2 separate regions of the Arabidopsis thaliana genome follow, and region 2 is linked to region 1. A link is a contact called in public capture Hi-C data. All regions are on one chromosome and are shown on one strand. Each heading gives the region's core, a stretch centred on a gene start, on an enhancer-like site or on the middle of the called end of the contact. The rest is flanking DNA. Distances are from core to core; before and after follow the strand shown.

Region 1 (3,611 bases), core at 431-2,930:
GGTTGTTCAAAGGTTCATGTTGATCCAAATTTCCGAGGAATAGACAAGAACAACTATCTGTAAGTTTCCCTCCTTATCTCTAATGTAGTTTATTCCATATGTAATATATATTAACTTGGTATATTTTTTGTTGATGTTTTGTAGGCGTAACTTTGCTGGATCAGATGATGAAGATGATGATATTTTTATGGAGACTGTGGAGTCTAATTTTTAAAGTCTGTTTTATAACTTGAATTATGAGAAACCATAAGTACTTTTCCCTTTGAACTATGCTTTAGATATTGTTGGTCATATGTTTAAGCATGTAAGATTTAAAATCGTTTGCCTTTTAGATTATGTTTAAAAGTTTAAATGTATGCGGTTTTGAAACATTTAGGTTATAACTTATCTTATATTTGCAGTGTCTTTACTTATACAATATAGGATATAGGATTTATTAGGTATCTAACCTTCTTTAATGTTTGCAAGATCCACTCATTAGCTTCTCCTCTGAGTCGTTTAACATGATACAATACCTCTGCAAATCACGAAGATTGTAAAGTTAGTAACTATATAATTTAAACAGAATTATTTCCTAATATTTCTGTAGATTTTGGTAATCCATATGTTATGGTTATTAAAATAGATCCTTGTAAGGCAACAATTGGCAAAATTAAAGACTTTTTAAGAAATAATCTAAATATACAATATTAATTAAAATATATACAAATCAAAACAAAGCAACTGCCAATATCTATAATGTTTACTTCATTCACAAGTCTACATAGTGGTCTTTATCTGTATAATCTAAAGATTTTTGACAAATTACATATCGGTGTCACTGAATATATTACTGACCATAACCACTTACTATAAGAATTGATGATCTTTCGGACACATACACAATCTTCGCTATTATTCAGAAAATCTTGGTTTTTACTTTAAAGTCTAATTCCTTCTCATGACTTGGAAGTATTTAAGTACACAAAGGAAACCAAAGGGGATCGATAACTAATCCTATAAACATTGAACATAATTAACAAAGTGAGAATAACATCGCGCAAACTTTTCTGTATTCCTGTATTTGCATCGCGCAAACTTAATACTATTTTTTTTTTTGAAAACAAATGTGGAGACAAGTAACTAAAGTCATAGAAGCAATAATATAATAAATTTAGTTTTATTTCTAGTTGTTCAAAAAATAAGTTTTATTTCATTGAAAAGCATACATAAATCTGATGTTAAAGAAACAAAATTCCACCGTTCAAACGAGACCATTCATTGATTTCTATCACTTTTTGCAACAACATCGTCCATCAACACAGCCTCCATCGTTATACCTCTCGTGCAAGCAGTCATGCCAACATTCATAAGTTCCATACCTCCGTGTACATGGAGTAGAGCACACATCATTTTTTGTTGTTTCGATCACTGCAACATATTAACAACTAGTGTTAAAAAAACAAAAACAAAAAGTGTAACAGATACGCACACATAAACATTACAACATGTTTTAAAATATTCAATAGTTACTATACATGACAAAAAATAATAATTGGACAATAAAAACATACCGGATGAAGCCAAAACGTTAAAGTTAAACAATGAGTTTATCAGTATCACTACAAGAACAAAAATCATAGAAGTGAATCTCATTTTTTTCTGTTAATTCTCTCTTGTAAAAAGTGAATTGAAAGAGTCTCTTCTTTCAAGTAGAAAACAAGAAGAGGAAGAAGTTTATACTTCTCTAATCTTTACTGAAATCTTTATATATATAAATATTTGCCAAGAAGAGTCTCAATTTTAAACCTAGTTATTGCCGACTAAAAAAAAGGAAAAACACCTAGTTACTTATTTGTTTTCCATAAAAGAATTGTCCATATTTGCTGATAATTAACATTATTTCGTGGTACAAAAATATTAACAAGATAGTTATATATTGGCATAATTCTATATTTTCGGGTACCAAATCATGGAAATATACAGTCAAAGATTTTTTGATAACCAATTAAGTAATGTTGTTGCTAATTTTGACGAAAGATGACAAAAATGGAAAATCCGCTTGACAAAGAGGAATTTTCGTTAGGTGGAAAGAATCTCATAATTAATATCATTTAAAATATCAAATTACATGCAAAAAACTAATGTGAGAATTGTGTCTACGATCACTAGATCAATGGCAATTCTGTCAATGTAACAGATTAACAGGTCCTCACTCAAGGGATGGATCAAAAACAATTGGGCTTTTCTAAATTGGGTCCACGAAAATTAAAATAGTATAATGGGCAAAGTGCAGTTTTTGAGAAAAGGCTAGAGAAGTCTTGGAAAGATAGCAAATTAGCAACTGTACTTTCTGAATGTTTAAGATTATTATTTTTAAACTTTGGTAACCTATACACTAATATTAATTATTTTCCAATGTACAGAAATACTAAATTTTATATGGGTCAATCAAGTTCGTATATAGTCCAAAAATGTGGATGTATATGTACATTATGTGTAATAGCAATTTTGAAAATCAAACTCTCAAAAAAAAAAAGGGAAATTTGAGTGTATAACCAAAAAAAAACTTTAATTAAGTAACAGCTATTCTAATCATACCACTACAATATTCTATGTACAATCTATAATATTGTCATATTTGTCCATGTTACAGGATACATAGTTCTTTTATTTATTTTTTAATTTTTTTTAAGTCTTTGTCTTTTTCTCCTTCTATTCTATCTTAATAAAACAAAAATTATATAAAATTCTTATTATAACTATCTTTCATTATCGCATATAACACGAAGTCACCATGATTATTTATTATTGTCACTGCCACAACCGTATCACCACAACCACCACTGTCAACGTCATTGTTAGTGCCACCACTATCACCGCTACTGTCACCACACCACCACCGCTACCGTTAACGTCACTACTACGGTTATCTCACTTGTTTGGGTTGCCAATGTTGTATTTCATAGGGTATAATTGTTTGGATCAGATCGGTTTAACTCGATCATTTATCATTGTCACTGCAACAATTGTATCGACACAATCACCACCATCAACGTCACTATTAGTGCCACTAGTACCATTGTCGTCATCACCACAACCGCTACCGTTAACACTATCACCGCTATCGTCAACGTCACCACTGCGGTTTACTTTGGTTGCTTGGGTTGCCAATGTTGTATCTCATGGGGTATAGTTTTTTTAGATCAGATCGGTTTAGCTCCATCATTTGTTTGTCGACTGTTCTGTTCGTTCTATACTATTTAGTTTTATTTTATACTATTTTATTGGTGTGTTTTAGACCAATATTATTTACTATTTTAATAATTTGTATCAGATTTCAAAAATTTAAATCATGTTATAAACAGAAAAAAATCTATGTTTTATTAAAAACTATTAGATGATTTAGTTAGTTAATTTTATGAAATTAATCTAACATTCACTTGGGAAAAAATATCATATCATCATTATTTTCTCTCTTCTTCTATTCTTCTTTATTCTCTCGTTATGTGTGTGTTTCACTCGCACGTCCTACACCAAATCAGAAGGAGAAAATAGACTTTTTAAAAACTACTCATGTTACTTACTTAATTTCTCATATTACCATGTTAAAAATTTAATTACTTTTCTCA
Region 2 (3,198 bases), core at 90-2,589, 52 kb before region 1:
CACTAAAAAAATAAATTAAAATTTAAGAATTTAATATTACACAATCAGTTCATCGTGATCAAAATTTGGATGTTTTCCTAAACGGCTAGGAAATTTGTGCACTTTGAAATACGATCGATGAAATAGGTATGAATATCTATTAGCTAGTTACAAAAACAATGTTCTTTGGAGAAGTTTGATTTTGTTAAAGTCAGTGTTTAATTGCTTTGGAAAAGTTTAATTTATATTGTTAAAATAAAATAAAATAAAATATCTATTAGCTAGTTACAAAAACAATGTTCTTAATCTTGCAGTACGTAACGTTAACAATACTAATTTGCAAAATGTAGCATTTGCTAATTAACCTACTCAAACAAAAAGAAAAAATGGTATTCACAGAAATATAGGCTCCACCAAATAATAGAAGACAGAGTGTCCGCAGGTTTCTATTTTCGAAATGTTCCAAAATTATGAAAAGAATGAATATTTCTATTTATAGTCCATGTATTGAATATAAGAACGTCACAAATTTCAGAAAACATTTTTGTTATGTCGTTAAAGCGAACATGGTGTTCTCATTCTTTAGTCAACTCATAAAAAAAAAAGAAACTCATAACAATTTATTAACTATGAATGATCATAATTAAAATCGAGAAGGTCAAAAATGTTGATTTTCACAGGAGATTTTAATATTTTAGATTTTCATATATAAACAAAATCGTTTTTCTTCTATAAACAAGCATTATAATTTTATCGTATGAAAAAATTAGCAGTAGTCTCTACTAAAATATCTACAACCTAATAACCACACTTATTTTGCCCTAAAAGGTCTGAAAAAACAAAACTGGGAAGCGAACGAGACATGCTGAAAAATAGAAACACAACTAAATTAAGAAGGAGGTGAAGAGAGAGACTGATCAATGGCTGAGCTAGAAAAAGATGAATCTATTGAGAGAGAGAGAGGTGTGTGGGTTCGACTAAGAAACGGAGAGAGTGAGAGATATCGCTAGTGAGAAAGATCGCCGGCCGGTAAAAGAGATAGATCGCCGGAGAGAGAGACACAAAGATATCAAAGGTGAGAGAGGAAGCGTGACACAGAAAAAGAGTTCTACAATGGAGCTCTTGCTGATGATGCTATGGATGATCTTTTTTCTAGGCCTCGTGATAGTTTCCCCTTCGAATTCGTTCATCACCATTAAGGTACAAATACCTACTTCTTCAAAACACAAATTTTGGAATTAGCTAATATAAAAAAATTCCGATGGATAAATAGAAGGATTGGAAATTAAAGAATTTTAAATATTCCGCAGAATTGTGTAATGCTTAAACGCATCCTCTGAAGGTTAATTGCACTAAAGATCATACTTTTAGCTAGAAAGTCAGCTCAAAAGAGAAGTCTTTGGAGTCTAATAAGACACTAAAATCTAGCGATGAAGAACCAAAAAAACAAATGAGCGGTCTTTAGTTTAGCATAAGACTAAGAGGTTCTGTTTCGGCGACTCAAATTTAGGTTAAAGTGAATGGATACATATATATATATATATATATAGTCCAATTGATGAGGTTATTTAGAAGTCATACATTAATATATTTGTCTGTTTTTTTGTTACAGACCTCAGATGAAGAAAAAGTCGACTGCGTTGATATATATGACCAGAAAGCATTTTATCATGATCTTTTAAAAAACCACAAAATCCAGGTTTCTTTAAAATGTTTATCATTTTATTCAATTATCAATTGTCTTATGTGTTGATAATCAGTTTATATAGGATATTAATAATCAAAAACTTCTTTTTATACAGGAACGACCATCCGAATTTCCAAAACCGCTCGAAATAAAAAAGAAAAGCAAATGGAAATCATGGGAAGCCCACGTGAGCACTTGGCAGTGCCCAGCAGGAACGGTTCCAGTTCGGAATGACGAAACGACTAGTTCTACTTCTACCGGTGAAAACTTATCGACACGAGGTATTATCAATTTATCATATACATGGTTAATGACAACAAATTCTAACGTTTTTTTATTTGATAAAAACACAAAATCTATTGTTTTAAGAAAACACTTGATTACCAACCTACATATGGTTTCATTGTTATAGTTTATATAGTAATTAGTAAATCCATTACATTAAGGAAAATATTAACGAAAATTTTCTACAAATATTTATGGGCCTTGTCCACTTTTACCAACGACTAGACTGGGCCTGAATATATTATATATATACCTTTTTCTTACATCAGCCTGGAAATAATCCATTGAATCTCATGTCTAAAATACAAATTAATGACTACGATACACGAAATGTGGTAGTAATCACTTTTGTTTGTAAATAAATATGTAATTAAATATAAAAATTTATTTATTAATATTTATGGTTTTGTCTTAAATTATATGGTTATATAAATTCTTTTTCTGTTTAAATATCATAACTGTTTATATATTGATTCCGTTTTTAATTGATAAATGTTTTAGGTTTTTTTTTTTCTTTGAAAAAGTTAGATGTTTTAAATTTTGTGTATAAGAACGTAACTAAGAAGGCGTTTTAACAAAAAAAAACAAAAAAAAATCTGCGTGTATTGCTTCATAGTTCAGAGTGTACCCTTATAAGATTTTATTATTAAGGATAAAACTTGCGTAACCTATACAGTATACACTAACCTTTACTGGTAAATATAAGTTTTTATTTTATTATTATTGTTAAATATAAGTTTTTATTTGATTATTATTGTTAGAAAGTAAAATTAAGGTTAGAAGAATCACTGCTACAATTTTTAAATTAAACATGTGCGAAAATCTTATAATATTTAAACAATTACATATGTGACTGATAGAAGCATACCTATTTTACAAACATCATATTTATTGTCTGTTTTAGTAATTGACATTATAACTTGAAAAATAACAGCATGCGGTCGTAAAGACAGAAACTCATCCGAAAATGTATGGAGCAAAGGCTACGATGAATGTGTAGAACCCAACCGTAGAAGCAGAAGGCGAGTTTAGCTTGTCACAAATTTGGATTACTTCGGGAAGTTACGACAGGAACGATCTTAACAGCATTGAAGTTGGTTGGCATGTATGTTTCAAATTTATGGTGTTATTATTACTTTTTGTTTTTTAATATATACATAATGACTAATACATTTTATACTATTTATTTTTTTTATTTTTTAGGTTTCACCGGATTTGTATCAAGACAATAAGTCAAGACAATAAGT

The links. Capture Hi-C pulls out chosen DNA fragments and counts their contacts.
Region 2: a contact with region 1 is called in a capture Hi-C map of seedling, with 7 times the contacts expected there. The contact joins the promoter of AT2G04645 here to the promoter of AT2G03913 in region 1. A contact is called at or near these places in 18 of 26 Hi-C or Micro-C datasets (callus, cotyledon, leaf and 5 more), 1 of 2 datasets of contacts at active chromatin or transcription factors (seedling) and 3 of 3 other capture datasets (root, seedling and shoot).

The regions. Positions count from the first base shown.
Region 1 is chr2:1,195,909-1,199,519 of TAIR10.1, reverse strand. AT2G03913 (Cysteine-rich protein) reads right to left here and starts at 1,680. Exons shown (of 2, transcript NM_001035890.2): 1 at 1,554-1,680; 2 at 1,235-1,410. The coding sequence starts at 1,635. The coding sequence ends at 1,271. It also overlaps the pseudogene AT2G03915.
Region 2 is chr2:1,247,564-1,250,761 of TAIR10.1, reverse strand. It overlaps AT2G04645 (a long non-coding RNA gene), which reads right to left and starts at 1,339. Exons shown (of 1, transcript NR_140023.1): 1 at 788-1,339. It also overlaps the pseudogene AT2G03960.